Linked DNA regions of Hordeum vulgare: region 1 is linked to region 2. The links are chromatin contacts, called in public Hi-C maps. All regions are on one chromosome and are shown on one strand. Each heading gives the region's core, a stretch centred on a gene start, on an enhancer-like site or on the middle of the called end of the contact. The rest is flanking DNA. Distances are from core to core; before and after follow the strand shown. Region 1 has its middle 21 kb from the start of LOC123444726. Region 2 has its middle 62 kb from the start of LOC123444724.

What was found. A called contact is a pair of places that touch in the nucleus more often than the background predicts.
Region 1: a contact with region 2 is called in a Hi-C map of leaf, with 2.6 times the contacts expected there. The contact joins two enhancer-like sites.

Annotation. Positions count from the first base shown.
Region 1 is chr3H:530,350,382-530,355,081 of MorexV3_pseudomolecules_assembly, forward strand. No RefSeq gene overlaps it. Among protein-coding and RNA genes, the nearest start is that of LOC123444726, 21 kb to the right of the region's middle. Within about 2 kb of position 2,285, at least 3 of the 3 cell types and tissues checked have open chromatin away from gene starts, as enhancers often do. A contact at or near this core is called in leaf, where this site is marked.
Region 2 is chr3H:530,225,519-530,230,114 of MorexV3_pseudomolecules_assembly, forward strand. No RefSeq gene overlaps it. Among protein-coding and RNA genes, the nearest start is that of LOC123444724, 62 kb to the right of the region's middle. Within about 2 kb of position 1,428, at least 3 of the 3 cell types and tissues checked have open chromatin away from gene starts, as enhancers often do. A contact at or near this core is called in leaf, where this site is marked.

The sequences.
Region 1 (4,700 bases), core at 1,035-3,534, 130 kb after region 2:
TGGACCTCCTTATAAGGGTCTATCTTCTACATGCTATTGGAGCTTGAGAAGAGAAGAGGCCATCGTGCACTCCTCCTCCGCCGCCCGCCTAGCCACGCCATGCCACGCCTCGTCACGACGCGCCGCGGGTTGCGGGATTGAGCCGAGCCAAGTTCATACCTACACGCTTATTTTTGCCGGTCATGAACGAAGAATACCTAACAGATGCACCACGATCTGAGACTTGGATCGCGGGTTGTTACCGACTCGGACGTCGGTCCGGCCCATGTCTCTCCACCCGGGCGCGCCTACATAAGCGAGGCTTCGACCAACCCTAGCTACCACGAGATCAGATCACATCTGCTCTACGCGCTCATTCCTTTTGTTGTTGTTGTCGCCGGTGACTCCGTCCCATTCACCGTGTACACGGTCGACGGAGAGCAGGCCTCCGAAACCCCGCATCTCTGGATCCTGTACGGGAGAGGAGCGATTTGGTTTTTGGGAAGCGACTACGCGACTGCGCGCTTTCGTTCGACTGCTTCCTCTACGTCCGCGTCAAGTTCGTCATCACCATGGCTCCACCAACCGCCGCCGACCGTCTTGTCGCCGAGAAGCTCGAAGCCGACAAAAATGCGGGTAAGGATGCTGCCGCCGCCACTACTACTGCTAAGGTCAACTCACCAATTGGAGGATATAACATATTTATCTTGCTCATGTTTATTTCTGTCGTAGCACTAATAGCGTTATACGTAGATGAATCTGCTGTTAGCGTAGTATCTGCTTATTTGATCAAATACCAGCATGTTTATGTTTATGCCAACATCATGCTAGTAATTTATTTGTGGATTAGTTAAATCTAGAAATTGCCTATTTACCCAACATAAATGAAGGTGTTGCAATTGTCGAACTGGAGAAGGATATACATGCAGTTTCCACAGCTCTTTTCCCTTACTTTGTTTCCACTCTTTTGCTTTCAAGGGGGTGGAAAAGAAGGCAAAATTTGCAGCCGGGGATGGCTTTGAACGTTTGACGAGTAGTCATTGCTTATTCGCTACTCCTCCCTTCAAAGGGAGCGGACGGAGGAAATCAGCCGAAGCCTTTTCAAAAAGGAAAAAGAAGTAATAACTCAGAAGAACACATGTTGGTTTCTCCTGCTTTCCGTATTTAAACTTTAAAATGCTGGTTTTGAGTCGTTTTCATGGTTTTGAAGCTTTGAATGAACTGTTTGACGACGGGACGGACAGAGAAGATAGCCTTGCCATCTATGAAAAGGATCGGCATCCAAGCATCTCCCTTCGAAGTTGTCGTGCCTCATGTCGGCTAGCTTTGCCTCTTTCTTGGACTGAACAAAACTACCTAATCTCTGGCGACAGAACGATGCTCTTCTAGAACCCTGAACGTAGAAGACAGCCCGGGCCTATACAAACACCTAGAGCACACACATAAAATACTCCATCTTTTGACAACGGGAACGGCGTTACGGCGGGAATTCGTAGATGGGTCATGGGTGATTCCATTTTTTTTAGCAACGTAGTAGATGGGCGATTCCATTTTTCTAGCAACGTACTAGTAGTAGATGGGTCATGGGTGATTCCATTTTTTTAGCATAGATGGGTGATATTCCTGGCGTGTGTGTTCAATGTTTCGTACTCCGGCTTTGGAACGGATATAATCTTGGTCCGGCATTGACGGTGGAGTACGACCGATCGATCGATCTAGGGCGAGCTTTTGGCCGCAATTATTAGTAAGCTTGACCGGCTGCTATTGCTACTACTCCTACTAGCTAGTGCTGGTCCAGGAGAGGTTAGTTTTGCAGTACGTTCTACGCTGCCCATATGATATGATGGCGACCAGCCGTACCACGGACGCAAAGACACAAGAACCCTCGAGTGTTTCGGACGAGTTACCGGATGCAGACGACGCGATCCCACACGCTGCATGCAGCCGCTTGCGGATCAGTGCCGGATTCCGATTCTGATAAGATCAGTGCTGAAGCTGGCAGTTAACATAAAGCATGGGGGATTAGACGAAAACAGGAACAACATGAGCAAGCAAAAAAAAATGGAGTAGAACAGTAAAACCGCATAATATTGAATATCCGAGTCCGAGAGGGAGCGTGGTCGTAGGTGTTGCGGTGGCGGTGGGGAAGCTGACAGCGTGGTCAAAGACGGAGAAAAAAAACAATAAATCCGAGAGGCTTGCAGCGGTGTTCCGAGAAGGGCGTAGGTGTGGTCAAACGTGGGAAGGGGCGACGGGATCGGCGCTTGACCGCATCGTGCCCGTCCGGCAGCGCCACGGACGGCCAGGATCGGTCCGGCGCCGCGCGCGCCGACGGCCACAGCGGTCGGTCGGGAGTAAAGCCCGGGAGGGACCACCCACGGGCATTGATGGAGCCGCCTGCGGGCATGATTGGGCAATCATGCGTCTCCTCCGAGGCGCACGAATCTCGAGGCGCGTCGCGGGTAGTAGTAGTAGTACAAAACTCAACCTGCAGCAGGGACGCCGGCCTCTTTGATGTGGCCGCTGTCGTTGCATGAGAGGTTGAAATGGTTGATGTACTACATCTTTTTCCAGGTTTAAATCGACTATTTTAACTGTGAACCTTGGCTCTGTTTACGAGTGCTACTCCAGGTTGAGTTTTAAACCTGACTAATACTGTGAGTAGTCTGTTTTAAACTTGAATTCTAACGCCCCAACTCCAGCCCACCACCCTATCATGTCCGCCTGCGTCCATCTGAAGCAAAACCGACACACCAATCGACCCAGCGTGCGGATGCAAACGGACGTTTATCCATTTTCGGTCCGCATTTCCGGTCCAAACTTAATCTGATTTGAAGGTGAAACTGACGCGCGCGGACGCCGCACGGACGGGCGGGGTGCACACGCTTGTCCTTCCCTGACCTGCCCATCTGTGACACAAAGCAGCACGACCTTTCCGCCCCCACGCCCCATTCCATTTCATCCCCCCCCCCCAAACCGTCCCACGCCTCGCCCTCCCCTCCGCCCGCCATCCTCCCGCCATGGCCGATCCCCCGCCAATTCCGACGACCCGGCCGTCGTCCCGGCCACCAAGGCGAAGAAGAAGAAGGCGCCCAAGGATACGAAGAAACCGCGGTCGAAACTCATGCCGGAGGAGATCGCAAAGCTGGGCGCGGAATCGGCGAGCGGAGGCGAAGAGGAAGGACGCCACGGCCGCGTATGCCATCGAGCACGCTGCACAGGGGCAAGACCAACTCCAAGGTGGACGACAAGCCATTCACTCTCAGCATTGTTTGACAAATCATCAACAATTGCCCTAAGTTCAATGACCAATACCGTTAGCTTCAAAGGAAGAGATGCAACAAGGCGGCCGCCTTGGCCGGAGGTGGAGATGGTGAGGCGTTCAAGAGCCGAGGGGCAAGACCAACTTCAAGGTGGACGACAAGCGTGATGCGACATCGTATGCTTTGCATGAGACTTTGCATGACATGATGTCTCAAAAGAAAGTGTTGGACGAGAAGAAGCGACAAGGCAAGGAGGAGCAAATGAAGCAATACATGAAGCTGCAAACAAAGAAGCTTGAGATGGAGGAGGCGTCCAAGAAGAGGCAGCTCGACATCGAGGAGGTGGCCAGACAGAGGCAGCTCGACATCGAGGCCGCCAATTCCGCGGTCAGGCAGAGACAGCTCGACATTGAGGCCGTCAATGCCGCAACCAAAGCAAAGGTGATGGCGCTGGCGATCATGAGCGTGGACTTGAGCAAGATGAGCGAGAAGACAAGGAACTAGTTCGAGGCCCGACAGAAAGAGATGTTCGAAACCGATGACTTGAACTAGGGCGTCAGATCGGCTGTGATCGTTCTTTTTTTGGAGGCTGGCATGGTGAGTCGGCCGGTGGCTATGTTGCCGACGAAAAACCTATTCTTTTTTGGAGGTCGGCTGTGTTGTCGGCCGCTCGACGTGTTGCCGGCGAGGACGTGTAGGTTGCCTATGTTGTCGGCGAGGACGTGTAGGCTTGCTGTGTTGCTAGCGTGATCTAGGGTTGCTTGCATGAACTATGAGCTGTGGATATTCGAATGCTTGTGTTTGAAAATGAGTTAGACAGGATGTTGTCAACAATGCGTGTGCGCGTTGAACGCACGACCACCGCATCCTTAAAATGACCCGGACCCTACCTCATTTTTCACTCTAAACAGACAAAATCCGAACAAAACGGACGTGGATGGGTCATGCGTTTGAGTTCACCTCACACTCTCACACCTGCACGCTGGTGGTACGTGCACTTCGTGCTCAAATACTACCGGTGGAAAGGTACGCACCTGCGTCCAAAGGCAGGAACTGTTTTTCCACGGCCATCGTCGTGTTCACATACACGTCTGCTTGGTAGTAGTAATATCGATGTGTCGTTTAAGGCGTGTGTGCTTAACTTAGGACCGTTTTCATGTTGCCCGTGCGTTAGTTATAAAACACGCTGATCCCCACTGAGCTGGACTGCTCCTTCAATCCACACCTCTGCTTCTTCGACCGCTTGCGCTTGGCTCGTCGCCGCGTGAGCATGATGCTGCCTCGAGAAATCTACCCTTTTCACATGAAATTTCGCCCGTATCTCTCTCGGTCAGTGAGTGAGCCGGTCAGTCTCGTCAGTGATATTTCTGCCTCTGCGCCGATCGGTTGGCCGGTCACAAGGTGGGAGCACGTAGAACAAACGACAAGAGAATCGCGGAAATCTCGTTACACAACAAA
Region 2 (4,596 bases), core at 178-2,677:
GTCTGAAAATTGTTGCTCAACGTGTAGGACATAGTATATTTATTGCTCAATGGTACCTTCACTTGGCAATGGACATTACAGAATCATTGGCAATAGCTGACGTGGTTTTAGTTCAAATTCAACTTAAAACCACGTCAGTTATTTCCGAATGGAGGTAATATTTTTGAGTGCAAAAGGGGAACAAGAATATTTCCCATGCTCGATATTCATCTCTCATCCAATATGCATTTTCTTTAACCGGGCATAACCCCCTTCCATTAACTGAATAACGGAAATACAACACTTCAGAAGCAGAATAAGGTGGAGACGGGAGAACGGAGAGCGAGTTCAACACATCACCGAAGAGAGTTCAACGCATCACCAGGAAACCCACTGCAGGTGCTCGTCATAGAAACACCCGCTGCAGGACGAAAACTCGACAACACCATCATCTATCCTACCAACAGTTTAGACACTCGCACAGGAGCAAAAGTGTGTATCACCCACGCAGGAGCAGACCAATCAGTACCAACTAAACAACCACCAAAAGAAGACAGGCTAAAAACGATGCATCGAGCAACCCAGAAGCTCAGGTAGCATCACCCTGCACAGCCGCACAGCTCCTCGTCATGTTCTTCGCGTTGTTCCTCAGCATTACGGCACCTCTCTTCAGATCTTCCCCATCACCATGCTTCAGCATTCCTGCCCGATATGCAAATTGCAGATAACGCTAGCAGTTTGTGGTGTCAATTCAGAATCATAAGAATGTATATCCTTGTAAGAAACATAGTTGATTTATAGATGTGAAACCATCCTTTGCTTCAGACATTTTTTTTTTTTTTGAAATGTTAGTTATCCTGCATTCATTAAGAAGAAAAGATTTGTTCAATTAATTTAGAAAAATCGAGCGAAAACCAAGTTGTCCAATTCATTTATTAAGAACCGGGCGAAAACTATCACAACCGCTGGACGACACGTAGAAAAAATCTCGCTCACACCATTCCAAAAAGGATCTTGTCAAGACAGCACGCAGGCGTCATCGCTCCTCCCCTAGAGGTGTCACCGCCATCCCTAAACTCTGAGCAACGACTCTAACTTCATCATAGGCGATCGTCAATTCAACTCACACTCAAGGGGTCATGCGAAAAGGCATGAAGGCCCACGCCAAATCCAGCCACCAGTGACCAGACAGAGTAAACAACAGTAGTATCTCCCGAGCCGCTCCGGAGGCCCCCTCACCCCTGAACCCTAGTCTACACCCAAGCCGCGATCTCTTGCTGCCGCTGCTGTCGGCGACTGCGGCGGCAGCCGTCCCATCCACTCGACGGTGGGCACAAGGTGCTCTCGGCGGTGCTTCATGGAAGGAGGTGGAGCGCAGGTGTAGGTCAAGGGCGGCGCCGTCAGCCGGTCAAGGCCTGGTGTCCTTTATCGGGAGATGGGTGAGGAGACGGCGGCGCGGGGACCTCCTATACGACGCATTTTGCGTCGTATAAGAACCCGACGCAGAGGGGACTCGCTAACTAGGCCGGCCCACACGGTGAGAGGTGAAAAATGGTGAACGCGGAAAAGTAGAGTTGGTGGGATTCAAACCTGCCACCATCCCACTCATTTGTGCTAGTGCTGCTAGCCAGAGCGACTTCCCAGTTGTACTGATGTAAGTACAACATGATACTAGAAGACCTAAATACAACCGCAAAACATAACACTTGAAAACAAACATGAAAAGATTTCCAAAAAATGAAGCAAAAACTTGTACTTCCCAACAGTCTTGACAAACATAACAAATTTTCCAAATTTATGAATAGATTTTAATTTTTCACAAAAAATAGAAATCCCGAAGATTTTTTGAATTTAGAGAACAAAATTTGAACATGGTTTTTTATTCAAATCGCAAATATTTATGAATTTAGAGAACAACATTTTTAAATCAAAAACAAAATTTGATCATGGGAACAAAAAATGAAAAATTCTGAACATTTTTTAATTTATATATTTTTCTTTAAAATCGAGATCAACAATTTAACATGGGAATTAAAAAACCAAAACCAATTTTTTTTTTAATTTAGAGAACAAAATTTTGAGATTAAGAATAAATCTTGAAATCCAGAACATTTTTTCAATTCTAGAGAACAAAATTGAACAGGATTTTTTTATTAAAATCCCGAATATTTTTGAATTAAAAGAACAAATTTGTGAATTCAAGAACAAAAATTAAACCTGGTAACAAAAAAATAAAAATGTCGAATGTTTTTAAATTTGATATATTTCTTTAAAAACAAGACCAACAATTTAACATGGGGACAAAAAAAATCAAAATAGAAGATATTTTCAGAATTTATAGAAGAAAATTCGAAGTAAAGAGCAATTTGAAAATCCCAAAACAATTTTGGAAATGCGAACAATTTTTAGATACCTAAAAATGGAAACATTTTCGAAAACTTAAAAATTCTATAGGTAAAATGAATTTCGATTATTTTTTGAAAAGACACTGTCCAAATTTCTGAATATTTGAACATTTTTAGGACCTCTGAACATTTTTCTCAATTTCTGAACAACAGGTACCTTTTATGATATTTGGAATAGTATTTTTTAAAATGCGAACAATTTATAACTTTCTAAAGATTTTATGGACAACAAAATAATCATAAAAGAAAATTGAAAAACAAAGAAAGAAAATAAAATAAACAGTTAATAGTATAAACAGAAAATCGAAAAAAGGAGAAAAAATAGAACAGAAAAAATAATTGTTCAGAAACCATTTAGAAGTTTTTCAAAATAATAAAAAACCGGATGAAAACCTCTAGAAAGTATCCAAAACCCGAAATGCTAAGACGCTTAAATGGGCCGGCCCAATTCTAACAATCGCTGGATTTTCCTACGCGAAACTGTGACATTTTGCTGTAAAGCGCGTCAAATAGGGATGTCCGCTACGCCGTCGGTGGACGTTCTGGTCATGTTGTTGTTTTTTTGAGGCGGTCTTAGAGGAAATCCAATTCGGGTTTTGGGAGCATATGTTCCTTCCCATTAAAAATGTTTTTCGTAAATGTAAAAAAAGTTGATGTGCTCTTTGTCATACTCAAATTCTACCTGCAATTTTTTAGTGAAAAATCATAAGCATTTTGAGCTGGGCGAAAAAAACAAATCAAACGCCGAATGTTACCAGGAAATGTTATATTTAATTTTGTTTTTTTACCGACCAAGTACCGCTATCCTGTTTGCATGAAAATAATAAAGCACGCTTGTTAGGCTAAAATAAACATCCACACAAAAATTCAGATTTTCTAAAATGTATTTATTATTTGCTTTGAATTTACTATTTATCAGGAAGCATATGCTCTCAAGAGCCAAAACGGTCGGTTTTTCCCGCACCAAGACGAAGATCTGCTTACTGTCTACTTCTGGCCAGGAGCGGTGTGTCTCGGAGGGCTCCGCAGGTGAATTCCATTGGGCGGCTCATGCCTGGAGATTGCTCGATTGAATGAAACTTGATCACGCGCACCCATGTTTTTCTACCGTCTGGTTTTAGAGGGGGTGTTGCGAAGCTCTGCTATTTGCTACCATCATGGGGCATGTCTTTGTTCTTCTATGATGAAGTTAGATGCGGAGAATGTCACGACAACCAGGATATCAGGACCGGTAATGGTGTTTTGTGACTTGAAGCAGCGGCATGGTACGTGGAGCGATAGCACTGGAGAAATTCAAATTTTATCTTGCAGGATGAAAATTTAAGGTCTGATCTTAATTGGTTGTGCCTGACAATGGCCTTGTTAAAGGCATTGTTTTGTGAGTAAGAATTCTCTTCAGGAAGAAAATATATGATGTATGATCCGACGACAGCGACAGTTTTGCACTGTTTTTTTTTCTTGGAGACATCTCTTTTGAAAAGAAGCTATCCAAAATCCTAAACATTTGAACATTTTTTGAACCTCTGAACATTTTTCCAAATTCTTGAAAAATAGGAACATTTTATGATATTTGGAATAGTATTTTAAAAATGCAAACATTTTATAGTTTTCTAAAGATTTTTTGGAAAATCAAATAATCATGAAAGCAAATTGAAAAACAAAGAAAGAAAACAGGAAAGAAAAGAAAATAAACAGTTAATAGAATAAACAGAAAATCAAAAATAGGAAAAAAACAGAACAAAAAGAATGACGGTTCAGGTACCATTTAGAAGTTCTCCAAAACCATAAAAAACCGGATGAAAACATTTAGAAAGTGCGTTACAAGGAATAGATCACTTTAGCGGGACTTTATTTTTTTCTTAAAGACGCTGATTTTGAAGAAGCTGGACTTCCGCTGCTATAAGGAATAGAAACTGCTCATAGAATGATCTGTTTCCATTATGTCCTGTGTAGAAGTGTGAGTAGTGTCAACATTTTTTTTTGAAAATACATCAATGAGGTACCATATTTTTATAGAAGAGAGAGAAAAGAATTACAGGAACTTGCTAACGATGTGAGCATCACAGCAGGTAATACAACTCAACTCCCACACCAAAAGAAACTAAACCTACTCTCTCACAAAACGATTTAGGACACCAACTCCTAGTCATGCCTCTTTCCACTCGCGAATTTCCTTCCTAATTTGATCATGCACTTGGATATATGTTTTGAA